Regions from separate parts of the Mus musculus genome. Here region 1 is linked to region 2. A link is a contact called in public promoter capture Hi-C data. All regions are on one chromosome and are shown on one strand. Each heading gives the region's core, a stretch centred on a gene start, on an enhancer-like site or on the middle of the called end of the contact. The rest is flanking DNA. Distances are from core to core; before and after follow the strand shown. Region 1 holds the start of Tspan17 (tetraspanin 17). Region 2 holds the start of Nop16 (NOP16 nucleolar protein).

What was found. Capture Hi-C pulls out chosen DNA fragments and counts their contacts.
Region 1: a contact with region 2 is called in a promoter capture Hi-C map of pancreatic islet. The contact joins the promoter of Tspan17 here to the promoter of Nop16 in region 2. A contact is called at or near these places in 5 of 39 promoter capture datasets (cranial neural crest, frontonasal cranial neural crest, maxillary cranial neural crest and 2 more), 1 of 484 Hi-C or Micro-C datasets (embryonic stem cells), 2 of 115 datasets of contacts at active chromatin or transcription factors (memory CD8 T cells and pancreatic cancer cells) and 3 of 9 other capture datasets (adipose tissue, liver and pancreatic islet).

What each region holds. Positions count from the first base shown.
Region 1 is chr13:54,787,910-54,794,274 of GRCm38.p6, forward strand. Tspan17 (tetraspanin 17) reads left to right here and starts at 1,496. Exons shown (of 8, transcript NM_028841.3): 1 at 1,496-1,772; 2 at 4,700-4,750; 3 at 4,831-4,977; 4 at 5,286-5,456. The coding sequence starts at 1,686. Eif4e1b (eukaryotic translation initiation factor 4E family member 1B) reads left to right here. Exons shown (of 7, transcript NM_001033269.3): 7 at 1-550.
Region 2 is chr13:54,587,744-54,594,570 of GRCm38.p6, forward strand. It overlaps Nop16 (NOP16 nucleolar protein), which reads right to left and starts at 2,331. Exons shown (of 5, transcript NM_178605.4): 1 at 2,118-2,331; 2 at 1,920-2,028; 3 at 855-924. The coding sequence starts at 2,224. It overlaps Higd2a (HIG1 domain family, member 2A), which reads left to right and starts at 2,488. Exons shown (of 2, transcript NM_025933.3): 1 at 2,488-2,676; 2 at 2,981-3,404. The coding sequence starts at 2,523. The coding sequence ends at 3,147. It overlaps Cltb (clathrin, light polypeptide (Lcb)), which reads right to left. Exons shown (of 6, transcript NM_001347512.1): 6 at 4,643-6,299. The coding sequence ends at 6,128.

The sequences.
Region 1 (6,365 bases), core at 246-2,745, 200 kb after region 2:
ATTATGGGGTTACCCTCATCAGATCTGTAGCTTGGGTACCCATCCTAACACCTGTTCCTTCCCTGGACCAGTTGTGATTGGGTTCTCCCTCCCTCCCTCTTTCCCTCCCTCCCTCTTTCCCTCCCTCCCTCTTTCCTTCCTTCTCTCCCTCCCTCTCTCCCTCCCTCTCTCCCTCCCTCCCTCCCTGTCTCCCTGCCTCCCTCCCTCCCTCCCTCCCTCTCTCCCTCCCTCCCTCTCTCCCTCCCTCCCTCTCTCCCTCCCTCCCTCTCTCCTCCCCCCCCCCTTCAAGTATGGACTAGGTTAGAGAGGAATTTGTGTAAAGACAGGTAGGACTGGGAACTGGGAATGCCCTGCACAGCCTTCCCATCTGAAGACAGTCCTATGGATTCTGTGTGTCTCCTCCTGCTGAAATGATGGATGGATAAACCTTCATGAGTGAAGAGATTACAGTGGTAGTTAGGCTTCACCGTGGTCTTGTTAGGAGGGATTCACTTGATGCTGATGATGCTTAAGGCCCTTTCTGTATCTAAATAAACACTTCTGGAACAAACTTGGAATCTAAATATTTAAGATCAGACGTACCTAAACCTGCATCTGCTCTGTCCTGTTTTGCATCAGAAGGACTCTGGTGAATCCCAGGTATCAAGGCAGTCAAGTAGGTATGGGACAGGGCGACCATAGGAATAGGCAAAACAGAACAGGCGTGGCATGGCACGCCAGCCTGTTTGTATTCAACTACACTGTGTGTGAATGCATGGCACTGTTCATTGGTCCCACTATTCCCAACCACTTATCCCTGGGGAGTGGACTCCTCTGGTTCTTGAATCTTAGACTGGAGATCCACTGTAATTATTCACACTTGGCTCACCAGCTTTGCCAGTTGGCTCATCTGGGGCCTCTGGAGGACTTGGGGAACTTGAGAGAAGCTAACTGGAGGACGGACTTAGAGAGGAGACGGGGACTCTTCAGAGGTGGGGGTTGCAAGGGGTTGAGTGTGACTGGGGTGTAGCCAAAGCCTGGCCCAGAGGCAGGGTCTTGGGGAGAAGTGAGACCTGTGGACCATAAAAAAAAAAAAAAGACGGATGTCTTGGGCGTGGCTCCAAGAAGGCCGACTGTGGCTCAGAACTGAGGCTGAGTAGGGCGGAGCTCCAGGAGGACTGAGGCCGGTTGGAGGCGGGGTTTGGGGCTCATCAGAGGCGGGACCCGGTTTAGAGGCGGAGCTCGAGAACAGAAGTTAGCTAGGGCAGAGCCTTGGGCGGGGCGTAGGCGGGACTGCGGGAGGACAGCGGCTAGGCATGGGCGGAGCCTGAGAGGATTAAGCCCGGCTGGGGGCGGAGTCGTGGTTATGGGCGGGGCCCGTGAGGACTGAACTTGACTGGGACGGGGTCGTGGGCGGGGCTCCAAGAAGACCGAGCCTTGCTGGGGCGGGGTGTGGACTGACACTGTGGGCGGGGCCGGAGCGCTGTTGGAGGGCGGGGTCGGATGAGGGCACCGCACTCCGGGTGTGGCTGTCCGAGCGCCGTGGGCGGTGCCACAGCGGGCGGGGCAGCCGGTGAGCTGTGTGGCTTTGACCATGAAGCCGCAGCCACCGGGCTAGGCCCGGGGCTGCTCCAGGCCTGGGCGGCCCGCAGAGGGCTGGGCCGGTCACCGGCTCGGGTTCCCGGGACGGCAGGTGGCCGCTCACCATGCCCGGCAAGCACCAGCAATTCCAGGACCCTGAGGTCGGCTGCTGCGGGAAATACTTCCTGTTTGGCTTCAACATTGTCTTCTGGGTGAGCGCGAGTCCGCTTCTCGCTCTGCGCTGAGGATAGGGGTTAGGGAGTCTCAGTTGCTGGTGAGGGAGATCCCGTCTCAGGAGCTTGCGACCAGGGACTGTCCCCCACCCCCTCCACCCCGATGCCCCGTCCCCAACTATTCTGGGGAGCTACTGGGATAGCTGGGGGGCGGGACCCAGTCCCAGCAGGAGGTGCTGGGAGTCTCTCTTTGCAGCCCCAAGTTTGGGCGAAAAAGGGGGCGGCGTTTGCCGGAAGACTGCAGGGGCGCGGTAGTTGCGGACCAGCCCCGCCCCGCCTCCCGGCCACTCCAGCTCCCAGCATGGTGCGGTGAGGTTCGCGAGGCTGGGTCCTAGCCCCGAGTCTACCCTACAGACGCTCAGAAGCTTGTGAGCCAGGAGGTTAGGAGAGAGGAAAGCCAAGGCCTCTGCCTCTGCAGGGAGAGGAGCTCCAGTTGAGAACAGGGAACTGTCCCTTGGGAACAGAATTCAGCATTCCATAGCTGACCAAACAAACAGAGGCTTCCTTCTGTGTGGCATCTGTGTCCTGGTCCTGCCAAGTCATCTTTCTCTTCTCCCTCCCCCATCCTATCGCCAAAGCCGGGCTGTGCTTGCTGTCCTTTATGCCAGGCCTTTCCCACTTGCATTCAGCAGGATTCAGCGGCTCTGTTCTCCACCCACGAGCCGTCGGGTTTGCCCTGTGGTGGGTGTCCTTGGATGTCAGCAGTCTTCTGTTCTGTAGGGTGTGGGCAGCTACAGGGAGCGCTGGCCTGGAAGTCAAAGGGCCTGAGTGTAGCAGGCCTTGTCCAGAGGCTTTTGGGCGAGCCTCTTTGCTCTCTGGGCTTTAGCTTTCCAGCCTTGGAGGAGCCAGTATTGGAGTTTATCCTTCTGGGTTGTTAGATTAAACGAGAGTTTTTTGTTGTTGAGACAGGGTCTCACTCTAGCCCATTCTGGCTTGCAATTTGCTGCAGTTTTCCTGTCTGAGTTTCTTGGGTGCTGGGATTACAGGTGTGAGCCATCACACCCAGCTTAGTAACACATGAATTCTGATGAGGCACATTCTCCCGACTGCCTTATTATTATCTGTAGTTTACAGATAGGGGACTGAATGAATAGACGGTAAGAGCTTAAATTATTTGTCTCGAGAAACATGATTATCAGTGGGTGGAGGGAAGGAAGAGAGGCTAAGTAACTCTGGGGGTAGGGGGATGAAAGTCCCAGCTTTGTTCCTGGGCAAGGGTGGGGCGCCTGGGCAGGGGAGTAAAGATGGACAGAACATTAAGGTCCTATGCTTGGGTGGCATGGGGGCAGGCAGGGTTTTAAAGCAGAGTTGGATCAGTTCTCGTTGGCTGTAGGTGTATGAAAAGGTGACAGAGCATCTGGAGATGGGAAGGAATCTGGGACCTTGGGTTCCTGATGTCCCATCTCCCAAATGTGGGATTATAGGTCTGTGCCTCTCTGTCCAGCTCTACGTATGCCATCTGGACACCACCTAGGTGTCGTCTGGGCAGCCTGTTCTCCCGATGGCACCTTAATCTTTCTCATTGTCTAGCCTCAGTTCCTTGCTTGGAGAGCCCTGATGGTCAAGGCAAGCCACCCTCTTATCTCTGACCCCTAGCAGCTCATTTGAGGAAGGCACACCATCAGAGAGAGTAGAGAGTAGAGAGAGAGACTACTAGTACCCCACCCCCACCCACCCTTTCCTTCCCTGGTGCTGGGTTCTGTCCCCTACTGTATCCTCCCTGAAAATGGCTTCTCTGTGCTGGCTCTGGGGGCTTACCCCAAGCATCATGTCGCCTGTCTCATCCCGTCTGATTCATCTCATCTTTGGACAAGAGACCAGCTAATGTTTTGTTTTCCCCAAACCCCTCCTTGTTCAACCTAGCCTCATTCCTCCTCCTGCTGCTTTGACAAATGTCCCAGCCTCCTGATCAGCCTCTCTCTGCCTCTTCTGTGCTCTTCACCCCGGGTTTAGCCTCTTACCTAGTTCCTCTCCACAGTTATTTCAGCTTTCCGGGACCCTGACATCTCCCTGGCTCCAGACACGCACGTCTACACCCCACCCTCACCTGTTTCAGACACCTCAGTGCCCTAGCACTGTTAGCCCTGTGAGCACACTAGAGGACAGGCTAGCCCTGCTCTCTGCCCTCTCTGCCCCTGCATAGAGGAAATACCGAGCAAATAAACAGATGCCTAAGTGTCTGGAGAGGGCGGTGGGCAGCTGGGGTTTGAGTGGCAAGGAGAACCAAGAGGGTGAAGAGTTCCAGACAGAGCATCCAGAAAAGGCAAAGATCCCATGGCCATCACTTGCTACCTAGTGAGGTCAACCTTGACTACTGCGATGAGACCCTATCTCAAGAAGCCAAAATAAGGGCTAGAGAGATGGCTGGGGGCGGGTTAAGAGCACTAACTGTTCTTCCAGAGGTCCTGAGTTCAATTCCCAGCATCCACATGGTGGCTCACAACCATCTGGAATGGGATCCAATGCCCTCTTCTGGTGTGTCTGAAGACAGTCACAGGGTACTCATATACATTAAATAAATCTTTAAAAAAAAAAAAAAAGCCAAAACAAAGGTACAAGCATGCTTGAGGCCAGATGTTTTCTGAGCCAGACTGGGGCCTCTCTGAATTTTCCTCCGTGTTGAGAGAGTCCTCAGAGACTCCAGGAAGAGTCTGCTGTCCAGCCTGAGGCTTGAGGTAGCTTCTGTTCCTGCGGGAAAGACGCCCTGAACAGTGTCCTTGCTTGATGCACTACCAAGTCCCATGCACAGCTTTGGGAGTGGGGGCGGGGCTAAGTCCCATTCACAGCTTTGGGGATGGGGTGGGGGTGGGGCATGTCTCTCAGCTTTCTGATGGCCAAGGATGGATCAAGGGTGGTCAAGAGCCCTGGTGCTGGGTCCCAGCCCTGAACTCTCCCTGCTGTTGTAGGTGCTGGGAGCCCTGTTCCTGGCCATTGGCCTCTGGGCCTGGGGTGAGAAGGTAAGAGGGAGGGGCTGCCCAGGGGGGAGGGGGAGGGGGAGGGGTGTCACTCCCTCACACTTGTCTGCTCCCCGGTGCAGGGCGTTCTCTCCAACATCTCGGCGCTGACAGATCTGGGCGGTCTTGACCCCGTGTGGCTGTTTGTGGTGGTGGGGGGAGTCATGTCAGTGTTGGGCTTCGCCGGCTGCATTGGGGCCCTCCGGGAAAACACCTTCCTGCTCAAGTTCGTGAGTCTTTCTCTAAGTCTCTCTCTACCCCAGATCCACCAGAGACTCCTAACCTCTTTCCGTTCAGTTTTTGCCTAGTCAGGGTGACCAGACAAGGAACAGGTAAAACCGCGCTGTCTTTTAGCAACAGAACAAGGTGCTAAGGGGCAGGGAGCAAGCTCAGTGGTAGCCTAGCAGGGCCGGTAGGGGGCAGCACTTGAGTAATAGAGGGTGGAGCCTGAAGCCTGTGGCAGAGGTAGTGGGAGCGCTTCCCTGTCCACAGAAGTCACGCCTCTTCAATGCCCATCATCTGTGTGCCCCCAACCCAGTTCTCTGTGTTCCTCGGCCTCATCTTCTTCCTGGAGCTGGCCGCGGGGATCCTGGCCTTCGTCTTCAAGGATTGGATCCGAGACCAACTTAATCTCTTCATCAACAACAATGTCAAAGCCTACCGGGATGATCTCGACCTTCAGAACCTTATCGACTTTGCTCAGGAATACGTGAGTGTGGGCCTCATGCGTGTGACCCCTGATGGACACACGAGAGAGGGAGCAAGTTCTGTGTGTGCACGGACCGTTTCCTAACCCACCCAGGCCAGCGGATGCCAGGGAAGGAACCTTTGAGAGACCCTGACCCAGGAGAAGCCAGCTGCTGCTTATTCCGCAGGCTTCCTTGTGCCTAGTCCTAGAGAGACACAGGCTTGTGAAACTGTGGCCAGAGGAGGAAATGGAGTATACAGTGCAGGTCTCTCTTTCTATTCAGTCTGCGCCCAGAGTATCTGCCAGGGCTATGTTGCTGATGCCCCTTGACTGTGTGTGTGTGTGTGTGTGTGTGTGTGTGTGTGTGTGTACCTAGTGCTCAAAGAAGCCAGAAGAGGGCACTGGATCCCTGGAATTGGAGTTACAGACAGTTGTGAGCTGCTGTGTTTGTGCTGGGACTTGAACTTGGGTCTTCAGGAAGAGCAGCCAGTGCTCTTAATGACTAATCCATCTCTCCAGCCCTAGCCTAGCTTATTTTCATCCAGCATCATGCACCATCTATAACTGCATGCTCTGTACTTAGAGCCATGGAAACCCTCTCCACCTGCACATTCCAGTCCTTGTAATCCCCCAGGGCCACCCCTTGTCACACCCAGTCACCTTCACCAAGATTTGGCCCTGGGGCTCAGCAGTACCCTGAAGCTGTGCAGGCCAGAGGCAATCCTGTCGCCTGCAGTTCCTTTCTCTATTCAGTATGGAATTGGGACAGGCCTGGCATACACCAGGCCCCGAGCCAGGTGCGGGGAGATTCAGTGTTTTAAAAATGTGCAGCCTGTTCCCTTCGTGAAGGCAGTGTGTTGGGGAGAGGATGCTGAACATATAAACTAGGGCTGGGGGAGGGGCAGCGGGATGGGGGCAGGAGGAGAGAAC
Region 2 (6,827 bases), core at 1,081-3,580:
AGCATTCAAGAGGCCCAGGGTTCAATTTCCAACACACAAATAAAAAATGACAAGGGGCTAGAGAGATGGCTCAGCAGTTAAGAGCACTGACTGCTCTTCCAGAGGGCCTGAGTTCAATTCCCAGCAATCAGGTGGTGGCTCACAACCCTCTGTAATGGGATCCGATGCCCCCTTCTGGTGTGTCTGAACACGCTACAGTGTACTCCATATGCATACAATAAAAATAAATTAATTAAAAAAAATACACACACACAATAAACCTACAACAGGTAGGGAAAAGGTTAGGCAAGGATTCAAGAATATTCTCAGCCCGGTGTGGTGGCGCAAACCTTTAATCCCAGCACTTGGGAGACAGAGGCAGGAGGATTTCTGTTCGAGGACAGCCTGGTCTACAGAGTGAGTTCCAGGACAGCCAGGGCTACACAGAGAAACCCTGTCTTGAAACAAACAAACAAACAAACAAACAAACAAAGAATATTCTCTTTCCTGCAGGGTGTGTGCCTCTCTCTACAGCAGGAACACATGGGGAGTAAATGTATCACTGGACAGACTAAATGACAGGCCAAGCTCTCGAGTCATGAGAAACTGGGCACAAGCCTGAGACCTTCTTCTTCGTCCTTTCAGACACCCAGTTCTAGCTTGTATGAGCGTCTACTACCTTAGTTCATCCATTGAAATCTCATCAATATTAGCTGGAAAACAACTCAGCCAGGGCACAGTACTACTTGTGAACCCTGGACTTCTTCGTTTCTCTCTCTTTGAATCTTGGGCTCTCTGGCTGTAGAGTGAAGAGTCAGAGTGCCCTTTCTACATGAGAGAGGACAGGACGGTAGAAGAACACAGCCCACACTCACCATTTACCACATAGGGCTTCCGTACAAGATCCCGGGGTCGCTCCTCCGTGTCTACCTCCATGGCCTTTACCTGTAAAGAACAGGTTTGAGACCAACAGACAAGCACCTTTGGTCAGAGTTTGACCAACGTTAGGGAAGGACATTCCCTATGGAAACACAACTATGTCTTGTATCAGAAAATCCTTGCCCAAAGTCACTAGAACCAGATCACACCACACACGGTATGTTCATGCTCACACTCACATGTCATACCACACACAGTATGCTCATGCTCACACTCACATGTCACACCACACATGGTATGTTAATGCTCACACTCACATGTCACACCACACATGATATGTTCATACAGTTGCATATGACACCCACAGTAATATTTTTAACAAGCAATTCATCTTTCTGCCTATATCTATGCTTTCCTTACTCTGCTGTGTAGTAGCACCACAAAAACCATGTGCATGAAGAGCGCTTTATAAGTTACAGGGAGCCATGTCCGATAGCTTCTTCATGGGGAGGACTTACCTGCCAGTGCTTAGTTATAATTTTACTAAAAAAAAAAAAAAAAAAAAAAAAACTCTTGGGGTAAGCCGGGGGGTGTTGGTGCACGCCTTTAATCCCAGCACTTGGGAGGCAGAGGCAGGCAGATTTCTGAGTTCGAGGCCAGCCTGGTCTACAAAGTAAGTTCCAGCACAGCCAGGGCTATACAGAAAAACCCTGTCTCGAAAAACGAAAAAACAACAAAACAAAAAAAACCCCTCAAGCTCTGGGGGACAGAAAAAGATACATTCTAGAAAATTCCACTGACCTGAGAAGAAATGGTAAGCAGAGGAGGGGGCGTGAATAAAGGAGGTCGTTAAAGGTCTTTGACCAGAATTAGTGCAAGCAAAATGACTTTATCACAAATATGGGAAGTAAGTGTGTGTGTGTGTGTGTGAGAGAGAGAGAGAGAGAGAGAGAGAGAGAGAACAAATTCTGAAACTCTGCTCAGTGAAGGAACGTCAGGTGGGAAGGAAAATAGGAAGCGGCTAGTGTGGAGATGGGGAAAGTGCTTTGCGTTATCAGTACCTTCTTCTTACGGAGGGGAACCGCCTTGTTGGGGTCCATGGCCAACCCCATCTCCGCCAGGTTCTGCCGCACGGATTTGGTGTGGTCCCAGGCATGTCGTATGTGGGAACTAACATCAAAGAGAGAGAGAGAAATCGAGATTCTGTCACCTCACCTTAGATCCCAGCCCAGGCCCCCGCCTCCAAACTGGCCCCTCACCACTCAATCCGTGGCGCTGCCTTCCGACGAGCATTCCGGTTCAGACGCTTTCGGTTGACGTTGTAACCGAACTTCTGCCTCCGAGTCTTTCCCTTAGCCTTGGGCATCTCGCTAACTGCCCCAACAGCAGCTCAAACCCTTGAAACAGCAGCTCAAACTCAAGAACCACGCTCTCAGAGCCGCGTGTTAATAGTCTCCGTCCACCCGTGCGCGCAAGGATTCTTGGGAAATGTAGTTTTAGTAGTTAGTGCCTCCACATTCACTTACTACAACTCCCAGAAAGCAACGGGCAATGGCGCCTGCGTGCTACACTCAGCAAGCTATTTCCCCGCCCCGTAGTGACCTCATCAGAAGGCGGGGTCCGGTGTCCGGATTTGTGTCCTACCTATTTCTGTGCTGGTGGGTATGGCGGCTCCCGGTCCTGTGAGTCCAGAGGCGCCTTTTGATCCGTCCAAGCCCCCAGTTATCGAGGGCTTCAGCCCCACGGTCTACTCCAACCCAGAGGGCTTTAAGGAAAAGTTTATTCGCAAGACCCGTGAGAACCCAATGGTGCCTATAGGTAAGTGTGTGCTGTAGGAACGGAAGACCGAGAGGACAGCGGTTTCGTAGGGAAAGGAAATAGGGGTGGATCAAGTAAGCCTGGGGTTTGGGAAGGGGAGCGGACCAGAGGTGTGACGAAATGACGGTGCGGGGTGGGGGGTGACTGAAACGAATCGGAATGCATTGCGGGGCTTGGGACTAGATGAAGCAGACTGTAGAACTGCCCTCCTGTTGTGGCTCTGGGAAAGCTGGGACGGGCTACATCCTTAAGGGACCTGCAGGACCCGACCTGTTGCCTCCCGCGTGTGTTGTCCTCTCCCCAGGCTGTCTGGGGACGGCGGCTGCCCTCACCTATGGCCTTTACTGCTTCCACCGCGGCCAGAGCCACCGATCCCAACTCATGATGCGCACCCGGATCGCTGCACAGGGTTTCACGGTCGTAGCCATCTTGTTGGGGTTAGCGGCATCTGCTATGAAGTCTCAAGCCTGAGTATAGCCGGGTCTTAAAGCGCCATGGAAACCATTACAAAACCCAGGAACAACAGACATCCCTGTCAGACTTGCTCCCTCCGTTTCAGACCGGACCTTATTGTCATTTGGGTGAGGAAGTGGCCGATTTTGTAACTGATTTGCGCTTCCACCGCTGCCCCCTCCCGCTCCCAAAATCCCAGGTTCATTTCAGTTGGGTTGCATGCTTCTATTTGTGATGCGTCCCCTTAATTACTTAATAAAAGCTTATTACACTTGTATGTGATGAACTATTTCTTAATCTCATTCCTACGATCAAAACCATGATTTTTCCTTTAAATTTTTAAGAGGGAACAGGCTGTCAGTAGGACTGGCCTTTAAAAATCAGCTAGGTCTGACAGTGCATGCCTATTGCCTTAACTGTTCTGAAGGTTGAGGGAGAAGAAAGAATCTTGCCTGACTGCACATGACTTCAAGAGTTCAAGATCACCGGGCAGTGGTGGCACATGCCTTTAATCCCAGCGCTTGGGAGGCAGAGGCAGGTGGGTTTCTGAGTTTGAGGCCAGCCTAGTCTACAGAGTGAGTTCCAGGACAGCCAGGGCTATACAGAGCCTGTCTCGAAACCCTGTCTCGGAAAAAAAAAAAAATGCAAGATCACTCAGTAGAGTAACTTAGACTCTGTATCATTTAAAATGGCCTGAGGGTACAGCTCAGCAGTACAGTACATAGTGATTGTGAGGCCGGAGGTTTATTCTCCAGTTGTGAAAGAGGAACATAGAGCCTAGTGCTATCCAAACTTTCCTCGGCACTGTCAAGTTACTTGGGGCACTGGTTAAAAGTAGAGATTCCCAAATGTTCATTCTTGGGATTCTAATTCAGTGAGCTGTTTGATGTAATACGGGAAAGTTTGCCAGCAATTTCCAAGTTTCTGTAGCCTGTAGATGAGGCCTGTCGTGGTCCTGTTGTGAGTCAGGATGTTCAAACACACACCACCACCATTCTTTGACTACTTCTCTTACTCCGGTGCAGCCTCCTCTGCGACCCTCCACTCTGCTGATCTCTTTACCACTCCAGCTTTTGACACAGGCGTCTCAAAGGCATTTGTGATCTGTAGTCACTGTGTTGCTTTGAGGAACCGAATCCTCCCATGGGTCACCCTGCCTCTCTGAATACCTCCTGAAGGGGAAAGGGAAGAAAGTGAAGATACATTTCTTGGGCCCTGACATGTTTTCAATCTCTGAGTGGAAGGTCCGTGACTAGAGCTAGGTGTTTGTATCTCCATCATGATCTTAACCACAAGGCATATTGCCAGTGTGGAACACTGCATTGTGAAGCCCTCAGGATGCAAGAACAGGGCATAAGGAGCTGAAGATGGTGCCGTATTTAAAGGTAATGTCCACCTAGTGTTATGATGCCCCCACCCCCTAAAATACATTTAAAAGTCGAACTCCAACTCTTAATTTTTTAGGCCTTATTTGGCAATAGGACTTTACAGCCATGACCATCAATAGTTAAAATACAGTCTTTAAGGTGGGCTTTAATCCAGTAATACTGGTATCCATTGTTTTAAAATTTATTTAGGAGTTCTCCCCACTCCCCTCTCTCTCTCTGCATGTACACACGCATGCCAGAAGAGGGTATCAGATCCCATTACAGATGGTTTTAAGTTTCCATGTAGTTAGTTGCTGGGCATTGATCTCAGAACCTCTGGAAGAGCAGCCAGTGCTCTTAACCACTGAACCATATATCTAGCCCCTCGTATCCATATTTAAAAAAAAAGATTGACAGCCAGAGCTATACAGAGAAACCCTGTCTCAAAAAAACCAAAAAAAGAAAAAAAATTGGACACACAAATTATACATGGGAAAATGATGAACACAGACAGCCATGTGAGGGTGTAAGCAAAACTGGAGACCTATATCTGCAAACCAAAGGATACCTGAGCTACTAGAAGCTACGAGAGGCACAGGTCCTGCCTTAGCATCTCTGGGGGGCGTGGCTTGGTCGTTCCCAAATTTGGGACTTTTAGCCTCCGGAATTGAGACAACAGATTTCTGATGCTCTAAGGCAGCCAGGTTTTTTGGTATTCTTTAATGGCAATCTTAGGGAACTAATACTGTTAGCAATTACCCAAATCTTTTCAAACACCATGTAGATCGTAATGGCTTAAAGTCCTGTTATACGGCCTCTGCTGAAGGGGAAGAAGGTGTGGTCACTGTTGCTTATCCTAAGTCCACAGGGGGGAATAGCTGAAGAGGGAGGCACATCTGTACTGCAGCAGGCCTGCATGTCTTAAGAGGGTCTTGGTCACTCTCGAGGAAGAAGGTTGGGCGGATGCTGTATTTGCCACCCTTACTCAGGCCTAGACACAGCCTTAGAGCACGCTGGCCTCACTTCCTTTCTACACAAAAGCCAATTCTGTTTGGGGAGTCTTAGTTTTCTCAGCTATACATGAGGACAGCAGAGTCCCTACCTTCAGACTTGTTAAAGAATCACAGAGAGCAAGGTTGCAGACCCTGTCTCGTGAAAATTTGCCTTTCTTCTTGGAGGGCAGACAGCAGACACAGACAGGTTGGGGTTCCTGCTTCCAGCTGCGAGCTCTGGGTTTCTAAGACTACATCCTCACCTTTTAAGGACACGGAGCTAGGAAAATTCTATGCACAAACTGAGCGCTGACACCAGTTGCGGCTTCCAGAGAAATGAGGATACTAATAAATAAGTGTAAAAAGAGTTAACACACCCTTTAAGCCAAGAAAAATACATCAGGAGGGACAGTCACAATTGAGTGGGCTGACAGGAGTCATGAGGGGCTGGGCCAGGGGACCAGGAAGGAGTTGTGGGGTGAAAGGGGTAAGGGTCCCACTTCCTAGCTCCCAGAGATTCAGAGGAACAGAACAGGCTGTGTGTGGCAGCTGCCAGAGGAAGTTCCACTCTGGCGGAAGCAGCTGCTCCTCTGCCCCAGCAAGGCCCATGTGCTTCGCGGCCGTTCTCGTGACGGGCACCTAGCGGGACAGTGGTGTTTGCTTCAGGGACATGAGCACCGAGCGCAGGCGGGACACATCTTTACACTGCTTGCTGCTCTTGGGATTGAAGTCACACAGCTGGGCTACCTTCTCCCACTCTGTGCCCGGGGTCTCCTCCTTGGATTCTTTCACAAAAGCCTCTTCCGATGCCCTGAAGGTAAAGGTAGAGAAGACAGGTTTTCAGGGTTGTCACTAGTGTCCTGCTCCTAGCCCGTGGTGTGCAGCCTACTCTGGGACATTAGCCAGAAGGCTCCCCATCCCTGTGCCCTGTGACTTCAGCCACCAGGAACAGCCTTGACGTAGGAAACCTAGACCTGAGTATGGAAGCCATCTAGACTCAGGGCTGTGGAACTTCCAGAGAGGCTTGCTCACCGGCTCAGATGACTGCTTTTTGCTGGAGCCTGTGGTTCACTACGTAGCCCAAGTTGGTCTTGAACTCTAGAGATCTTGCCTCTCCAGTTCTGAGATCATGTGTGTACCCCTGCACCTGGCTAACTTATTGCTTGTCATTTAGTTCCCAGAGTAGGAGTTACCTCCTCAGAAAGTCCTTCCCAGTCTGGGTATTCCCTGTTCAGTCACTTCCCTACAGTTCTTTTTGTTTGTTTAAAGCATAGCCAAGTGTTGACCTTGAACTCCTGCTCCTACTGAGATTACAGGTGTTCCTTCTTTTCTATCACTA